Regions from separate parts of the Sus scrofa genome. Here region 2 is linked to region 1. Evidence: chromatin contacts called from public HiChIP or PLAC-seq data. All regions are on one chromosome and are shown on one strand. Each heading gives the region's core, a stretch centred on a gene start, on an enhancer-like site or on the middle of the called end of the contact. The rest is flanking DNA. Distances are from core to core; before and after follow the strand shown.

Region 1 (4,574 bases), core at 106-2,605:
ATTTTCATCCTGTCCCCATTACTAACACACGCTGGAATGCCAATTTCAGGAGAGCATGAATCTGGACTGTTCTGTTCACAGCTGTCTAGAACAGCAACTTAGAACAGAGCCTGCCACAGAGTATAAACATCCCTTCCACTGTGATCTTCCTGTGCTGGTTTCTTATTCTTCAAGCCTCAGCTCAGATTAGATATCCATCCTTTTTCCCAAATTTCGTAGCACTTACTAATACCTGGAGTTTTTTTTTTCTTTCTACAGTCACACCTGCAGCATATGTTAAGTTCCCGGGCTAGGGGGTCAAAGCAGAGCTGAAGCTGCAGGCCTAGCCACTGCCACAGCCACACCAGATCCCAGCCACATCTGCAACCAAACTCCACAGCTTGCAGCAACACCAGATCCTTAAACCACTGAACGAGGCCAAGGGTCGAACTCCAATCCTCACGGATACTATGTCGGGTTCTTAACCTGCTGAGTCACAATGGGATTATTCCATTTTATTTTCCTAATGTATTATCTATTCTCCCTGTTAAAATATACACTCGAAGAAAGCAAGGACCTTATCTAGTTTGTTCACTACTCTAAATCCTAGTGCCTAGCACTGAGTCAGACACAATACAGAGAGGTAAGAGGTAGACCAGGTTACTGCTTTCAGGAAGATGCCCTCTAGAAGAGAGAGGCCACAAAAAAGAGAAACTAAATTGCATCTTATGGTCTTATTTACCTTTGTACCTTCCACGCCTAGAGGCCATAAACGAACTAAGAAAGCAGGAAATGGCCAGAAATCATAAAATGGAGGTTAGAGGAAGAAGTGATGTTCTTCTGCTGGGTGAAAGCCAAAAAGCTTCTTGAAGGCGGCAACATGGTGGAAAAGCTAATATACAGTTAAGGAGATAACCTTGCGGGCTCTCGCTTCAGAGAGTCTGGGTCTGTATCTTAGCTAGTCTCTGGCAGTGTTACTTTCACCTAAGTCCTAGATTCCTTATCAGTAAAACAAATGTACTTCCCTTAGAGGGCTCTTAGGAATGAGATGAAATAAGTAAAGATGCTTTAATCGGTGCCCCGCCCACAGTAAGCCGTCATTATCATAATCATTACTGATCAAAGCGTGCTGACCTTACCAGCAGCTAAGTGGCTGACCACAGCTCTGTGGAGCAATAGAAAACTACCCTGAGTTGAAAGGCGCGACACCAGAAAGCGATGAGATCTAGCTACAAGTTCCAGCATCCAGCACTCGAGGTCAAGAGTTTCCCAGACCGCGGAAGAAGCACTGGGCCTCTCTAGCAACGTAGTCCTCCGGAGCTCATTGGTGCCTTACGCATGCGCAGTGGGTGAGCAGCCGGCACTGGGCGGGTCTGGCGTTCGAGGCGCGGCCGCTTACGGAGAGGTTCGGCGGAGCGGCCCCTGCCATCGCAGGTAACCGCGCGCAGTTAGGCGCAACGGAGGGCGGGGAGGGCCGGTCCCGTTTCAGGCTTGGGCCGGGGAGGCCAGCTTCGCGTTCTCCGGGTCTTGGGTCCGCTACAGACCCAGTCGGCTGGGGCTTGTCAGTTCTCAAAATCCGATCACCCGGGCGGCCCACCCGGCGTCCGGTCCAGGACCGCGTCCTACCCTGGACAGCGGCCAAAGTGGTGGCCAAGCCACGGGAGGGAGGCTCGGGCCTCACGCCCATCTCCCCGCCTGAGAAACCTGGATCCCAGCGCATCCCAGGGGAGCTTTTGAAGAGGGAAGGAACACCAGTTTAATGTTTACGAATTTAGCCCACTCGAATTTGGTGGTTAGAATAGAGAGTTCTTCTCCAGGACCTGTCCTTTGATTGCACTCTTCAGGGGCGGAGGTCAGTACTTCACAGAGCAGCCTAAGATCTTCCTCACAGAACTTTCATTGTCTGGTATTATTAAGAGCGACGCTAAGCCATTCCCAAGTTCAAAGACAGCTACCATTTATCCTGTCACTCCCATCTTTTGGGTTCATGGTTCCATGACCCTTCACCTGGCCCTTACCTGGCCTTCTATTTAAGGCCACTCATTCTGGTAATTCTCTTCTGTATTCACTCCCGTTTTCTAGATTCTCCCACAACTGAGTTCCTAAAGCACATTTGTATAAGTAACAGTTCTCAAGTCAAACTTGAATTCTAATCCAGGTCTCTGCCAATTCCAGTATGTGACTTTGGGTAAGTTCCTTGACTTTTCTAAGCCTCGGTTTTCTCTTCTGAAAATAGGGAAAATCATATTTATCTGTAGGTAGTTATGAGGATGAAAGGAGGTGAAGAACATAAAACATTTAGAATGCTACCCGGCATATAGCAAGCACTCAATTGACGTCATTTATTTTTTGAACAGGTAATTCCCAAAAGAAACACAATTTTTAGAGTAAATGTAAGACATAATGATAGGAATAAAACATTTTTCATCCATTCATATAAAGGTTTTTTTTTTTTAATGATCTTAATACTGAGGTGTGTGTTTTGAAGATGGTACCTTGATCAAATGATGGAACAATATGATAGCATTTTGGAAAGTAATGGAAATATATGTCACGAGCTTCAGAAGTGTCAGTTACTTCTTTTCATAAATGCACATCTGAAATTTTTCTCCGGAAAGTAATCATAATGCAAAAAATATACAGAAAGTGGTAATTATACCATCATTTATAATAGTGAAAACATTTAACTTTTTAGAGTAGAAAATTTTAACATACACAAAAGTAAAGGTAGTAGTAGGTTCATATACCCTCATGTGTTCATTATTCAGCATCAACAATGGTCAATATTTTGCGTATCGTTTTTGTGAAAAATTTTAAATCTACAAAGTGTCTGAAAATAGATCAATTGAATAAACTGGAATACATTTATTTAGAGTGCTATTAAGCTTTTAAAATTATATAGAACTGTATTACAGAATATATGGTATCATCACAACTGTGAAAATTCAAAAGCTAACATCCAGTCTGTAGGAAAAAAAACATGGATAGGAAATACAGTAAAAATATTAGCTAGTTTCCCTTGGTGTTTGGACTGTGGATGATTTCCCTCCCTTCTTTTTAGGTGTTTTATAAATATTCCATGAAAATTATATGTTGTTGTTAGAACAAACAATGAACAAAAGCAAAATCTAAAAATATTGTACCTGAGTTTCTTGTTGTGGCTTAGCGGACCCAAAAGAGTGTCCATGAAGATTTGGGTTTGATCCCTGGCCTCACTCAGTGGGTTATGGATTTGATGCTGCTGTGGCTGTGGCATAGGCCTGCAGCTGCAGCTCCAAATGACCTCTAGCTAGAAAGAACATCCATATGCCAAAGGTGCGGCTGTAAAAACAAAAATTAAAGAAAAATATTGTGCCTGAATTAAGGATAATAGACTATGCCAGAGCCACAGGAGGTTCACCATTATAAAGATGCTTTAACTTCTCTTGATCTTTTTTTATAGCCTGTGTTTATGTGAGCATTCTGGTCTGCCACCTGGTGCTAGTGCTTCATATTGGGCTCAAATTGTTAGCTAACATGTTCAAATCTTTATAATCAATCAGCCTCTATATGTAAATTATTGGACTTTGAAATTTTATTCTCTTTTTTTGGGCCATGCCTGCAGCATGCAGAAGTTCTGGGGCCGCGGATCAAACCCACATCACAGCATTGACAAAGCTGGATCCTTAACCCACTGAACCACCAGGGAACTCCTCTTATTTTGACTAGTGTTTAAGCAAGATTTCTGGTGATGGGATGGTTCTTGTTTCCCATTTCTTCTTTTCTTTGTCATGAGCTGGGATCTATCTCTTACCTCATGCATTTACACATGCTCCCTAAAACAACTGCTTCAAACAATTCAAGTGAGACAATTCTGTGTTATCACAACTTTTTTCTTGCTCAAATATATTATAAATCTATTCTGCTTCTGTTTGCTGAACTAAATCCACTTTTAAAAGTGACACTGTACATTTAAAAACGGTTAAGGGTGGGGTCACCTTACAAGAAGATGTGTAAATGAATTGGTTTGTGTGAAACTTTGTTTCATAGGTATGCAAAGAAGCCTTTTCACACAGATGTCCTCAGAGATAATATGGATCAGTCCGGAGTTCTCCTCTGGGTAAAAGCAGAACCCTTTATAGTGGGCGCATTGCAGGTCCCCCCTCCGTCCAAGTTCAGTCTTCACTATCTCAGGAAGATATCCAGCTATGTGCGAACCCGGGCCACTGAGGGCGGCTACCCACGCCTGTCCTGGTCTACATGGAGGCACATTGCATGTGGGAAGCTGCAGCTGGCTAAGGATCTGGCGTGGCTTTACTTTGAAATATTTGATAGTCTTACAGTGAAGACACCAGAGGAGCGCCTGGAATGGTCTGAGATTCTGTCCAACTGCATGTCTGGGGATGAAGTTGAAAAGCAAAGAAATCAGGTATGGATGTATATGTATATGTGTTTGATTACTTTGGGAAATAGACTCTTTTAAATTTTTTTGCTTTCTTCTTCCTTTTTTTTTTTTTTTTTTTTTTTTTGCTTTTTAGGGCCTCACCCTTGGCTAGGTTCCCAGGCTACAGCTGCTGGCCTATGCCACAGCAACTCAGGATCTGAGCCATGTCTGC
Region 2 (4,227 bases), core at 1,225-3,724, 200 kb before region 1:
CATATCAAACACTCTCCCTGGTGTACCAACAACAATATGTGGTGCTTCAGCCTGCAGTTTCTGCATTTCATTCCGAACATTTGTCCCACCAATGCAGGCATGACAAGTTGCTCCCATATAGTCTCCAAGTGCCAGAATTACCTTTTGGATCTGAAAGCCAAAAGCGTTAATTATCATCCAGCAGCATTACATGCTGTGACTAAACTTCCAAAGCATATTGACAAGTATGTGGTCTGCAAACAGCTTTAATGCATGCAGAGCACCTAACTACTTTCAAGCTGAAAAAAATGCAGACAGATATAACTGTCAGGATAAACTTCACTGAAATATCTTGTGCCTTGTCAAAACTTGGGATCCTATTGCCCAGATACCAACCAGGTTATTTAGAGTGAAAAACATTTCCTACATTAGTATTGTGCAGGAAGGAGTAAATAAGATTTATCATCATTAACAAACTTTTTCCCGCAAAGTACTGCAGCATATAATCTTGACCTTAATAACAACTACAAGTGTATTAGCAAGGTTTACTTCAAAGCCAATATAGTAGTGAGCTTTGAAAACGCAGCATGCAACAGATGTATCACATACTGAGACAGTCAAATGAATGAACATGTCACTGCAGCTTTCATGTTGCACAACTGGATTCAAACTTAAAATGAGAAAAGATCTAGTCCAGCCTGAACAGAAATCTTCAGTTTCTCAATCTGTTACACAACCTTGCAAACCATACCTGCACACCCAGTTCCTGTTTAACTTTCAACAATAACTCCCTGCATGCATGGACAGTTAAAAGGAGGGCTCTGTAGGACCAATTTATACTAGGCTTTTAAATTCTCCACAGTTGTGAAACCTGAAACCTATGCAACACGCAAGCAGTTTTTTTGAACTACACTATCAATACCTGTTGAGCCAGTTCTCTGGTGGGGGCCAATACTAGTGCTTGGGTCTCCTTGAACTCAATCTCCAACTGTTGCAGGATGGAAATAGCAAATGTGGCTGTCTTGCCAGTACCTGACTGAGCTTGAGCAATCACATCATACCCTAAAAAAAGTAGGATACATATTTACCGATCCCACAGCAAACCGTCACTTCTAGTCACACCATGTATTCCATTTGGAACATAATTATGCCCAAATAATCAAGTGATCAGCAATGAGTATTCTCTTCATTTCAGGTCAGTCCCGAAAGATGATTGCCATCATTTCACTTTTTGGAATACAAATAGGTGCTAGTCCCCCAGAAGGTATACGTTCCCTTTTACGGTCCAGGTCTATGCAGAAGAGTGAATTCATTTTTAAAAACAGCCGAATTCTTTTACCTTTAATACAAGGAATAATAGCTCTCTGCTGAATAGCTGATGGCTTCTCAAAACCGTAAGCATAGATGCCCCGAAGAAGAGACTCCTTTAAATTCATATCGTCAAAGTTATCAACAATCTCATTCCAGTTGCTCTGAAAGTTTGGGCAAAAAAAAAAGGAATAAATGGGACGAACACACTTACCTTCCCAGAGTTTCAAATTCCACACACGTTTCTTACCTCGATGACACCATCGGGGTCCATTCCCTCTGGGCCGCCATGTTCTCTGCCAACAAAAACACTGCAGTTAGAGAAAATCCCTTCCCCAAACCCACTTCAACTGCACATGGGCGAAAAAGCGCTTTCACAACCGGTCTCTTGAGGTCGCCCTCCCCTGCACGAGTCCACTTCCCAAAGCCGCAGAAGAAGCTGATGCCGCAGGGCACACAATGTCCCGCGCGCCCGCTCAAAGGTTAGGACCTGAGGACACCCGGAAAGGCCCCTCCGACGCCGGCCCTCCCCCTCCAAGCCCGAGCGCAGGCGCTCCCCTCGGCGGCGGACCGTCTCGCGAGAGCTCCACGCGCTGAGCTCCGCCCCTAACACTGCGCAAGCCGGGGTGATTGACGCGGGCCGAGGCCTGGAGAGGCGAGCCAACGGCTCATTGGGACCCCGTGGCCGGCGCGGCCCCATCCGGCCTCCAGCCGCGGGCAGTGGGCGCCGTCGCCGTCCTGCCCCCCACCCCACCACCGTCTAGCGCGCCCAAGCCGCGCCGCTGGCCGCGAATAAACCTCCGAGCCCCATTAGACTCTATCAACCGCGGGCTGCGCCATGGCTTTCACTAAACGCCGGGCTCCGCAGGGGCAGGGGGGCGGCTGCGATTCAAATGCGCCTTCGGGGAAAGACACGCTTTAACCACCCCGTTTTCCTACCCTCGTCTCGTCTCCCCACAACCCGGGCCCTACACTTCATGGAAGCTTCTCGAAGGACACAGGAGTACCGTGGCCCAAGGCAACGCCTATGAACCAGGGCTTCTCTTCCTGCTCACCGCCTACTACCATCTCCTCTGGCGCCTTAGGACCATACCATAGAAAACCACCGGAGAGAGCGCCATACCTGTTATAATCCGCGGAGCCACCAGACATGATCCAAAGAACCACTCAGCGCCCGACTGAAAAGACAGCCGGGCCGCACCACCCGTTTTTTATAGGCTCGCGGCCGGAACCCGTTTTCCGCGGAGGAATTTTACTGTCGCTCTTCGGCCAGTCACAAAATTGTGATCCTGGGATGCTTATCTCAGAAAATATTCGAAGCAAATCATTAAGAAAATTCAAATTTGATTATGTGTCGATATTCCAGGGTTGTTGAAAATCCCAGGACCCTGGGGGAAGGTTGGGACTCTTTGACCCGCGGCGGAAGAATATTGCAGCAAGCAGTAGCTAGGTTCGCGTTCCCTGCCCGCCCTGCTCCTACGGGGTTTCCGCGTCCCTCGAGCAGAGGCGGCCGGGGCGCCGGGCAGGACCGGGAGGCGGAAGCTCGGGGCCCCTTGGAAGCTGGGTGGCCCCGGTTTCTCCGCAGGCGAGCCAGGGAACCTCGCTGTGCTCGCCGTGCTCGGTGCGGAAGGTGTAGGCACGGCCATACTCCGCACTGGAGGGCAATCGGGCTATTCCGCCTGTTCGCGCCGCTACTTAACGCGAAGGTAAAGAGCCGCCTGGCCTTTGACACGAGCGTTTAACATCCATACAGACCTTGACAGTGTGAAACTCGCGCTGCGGAAAATGTCGGCCGCCCAGCGTGTCACAGGAGATCCGCTTTACCGTACATCGTGCAGGGCGAGAAGAAATGTGTAGGGTCCTCTGCAAATTGTCTCTGGAGTAGCCAACTCCTTTCTTATGTTGCCTCTTCTCTCACTGCCTTTTAAAAATAAAGGTTATAAATTTTAACAGGTGTGAGCAATGCCTGATAAAATCATTGTAAACTGGCAAATAGAAGGGTAATTTTTCCTGTAATTCAGGAATTTAAGTGGATGCTTCTGGCAAGTACAGCTCCGTGCCGCTTTGGGACTACATAAGTTTTGCTTCCGGTCATTTTTTTTTTTTCCAAAAGGCTTTTTGAATTTTAATTGCTTATATATAATGAATGTTGATTTATTGATATTGAGAGCATTGTAACCCTTAAAGCTCCAGAGGCTTTCAACTATAGCCCTAACCCATACTCATTAGTAAAAACAAAACAAAAATTAATATATATAGTCATTTAACTTTGAAATACAATCCTACCCATACTGCAAAATATCACAATTACTCAAGAAAACCTTTTACCATTAAATCAGACTGCCAACATAAAGTCTGATAACAGGAAAAATGACTTAATTTTCTATATTTGTGTACTATATTCAGTATGATGCTTGCTTCTAAATGCCACATTTTTTCCAAAAAAAAAAAAATCATTTGCTTGAAAATTGTTGTGCCAGAAACTGACAAGAACTAATACCCAGATGACAGTGTCTTCGCCTGCAGTCTAGTGATGCTGCTCCTTAACCATCCCTTTATAATGTTCAAGTCCAAATTTGTGATAATGCCATACATTGTCTGAGAATAGAAAGCAGAAATCCTTGTTGGCTCATCCAAAATCTACTAAAAATCTCCTGGGATCCAGGAAACTGAAGGAAATACTAAATCAGAAAAGTAGCCAACAACTTAGTCCACTTGAGTCTATAGGGTGAAGTCAATCAACAATTAGGTGTTAATTGTTGAATGTTTTCTTTAGGTCTAGCTACTGTTTCATAATATGGGGGATTTCCAGAGTCTCTTTAACAGGAAATAATCAAGGGCCAAACTCCGGGTTTAGGTCAAAGAAAAACTTCCTAATCCAAAATCCAGCAAAAATCCGGATACATTGCCTGCAGCTCTACAATGTATTTCTAATAAATG

The links. HiChIP or PLAC-seq counts read pairs in DNA pulled down with a chosen protein or histone mark.
Region 2: an H3K27ac HiChIP or PLAC-seq map of alveolar macrophages shows a contact between it and region 1. The contact joins the promoter of EIF4A2 here to the promoter of TBCCD1 in region 1. A contact is called at or near these places in 4 of 47 Hi-C or Micro-C datasets (brain, heart right ventricle, liver and 1 more) and 2 of 2 datasets of contacts at active chromatin or transcription factors (alveolar macrophages and skeletal muscle).

The regions. Positions count from the first base shown.
Region 1 is chr13:124,384,599-124,389,172 of Sscrofa11.1, reverse strand. It overlaps TBCCD1 (TBCC domain containing 1), which reads left to right and starts at 1,355. Exons shown (of 7, transcript NM_001243469.1): 1 at 1,355-1,413; 2 at 4,009-4,387. The coding sequence starts at 4,052. It also overlaps a transcript of DNAJB11 not described here.
Region 2 is chr13:124,581,309-124,585,535 of Sscrofa11.1, reverse strand. It overlaps EIF4A2 (eukaryotic translation initiation factor 4A2), which reads right to left and starts at 2,474. Exons shown (of 11, transcript NM_001100195.1): 1 at 2,411-2,474; 2 at 1,538-1,583; 3 at 1,319-1,451; 4 at 902-1,041; 5 at 1-150. The coding sequence starts at 2,439.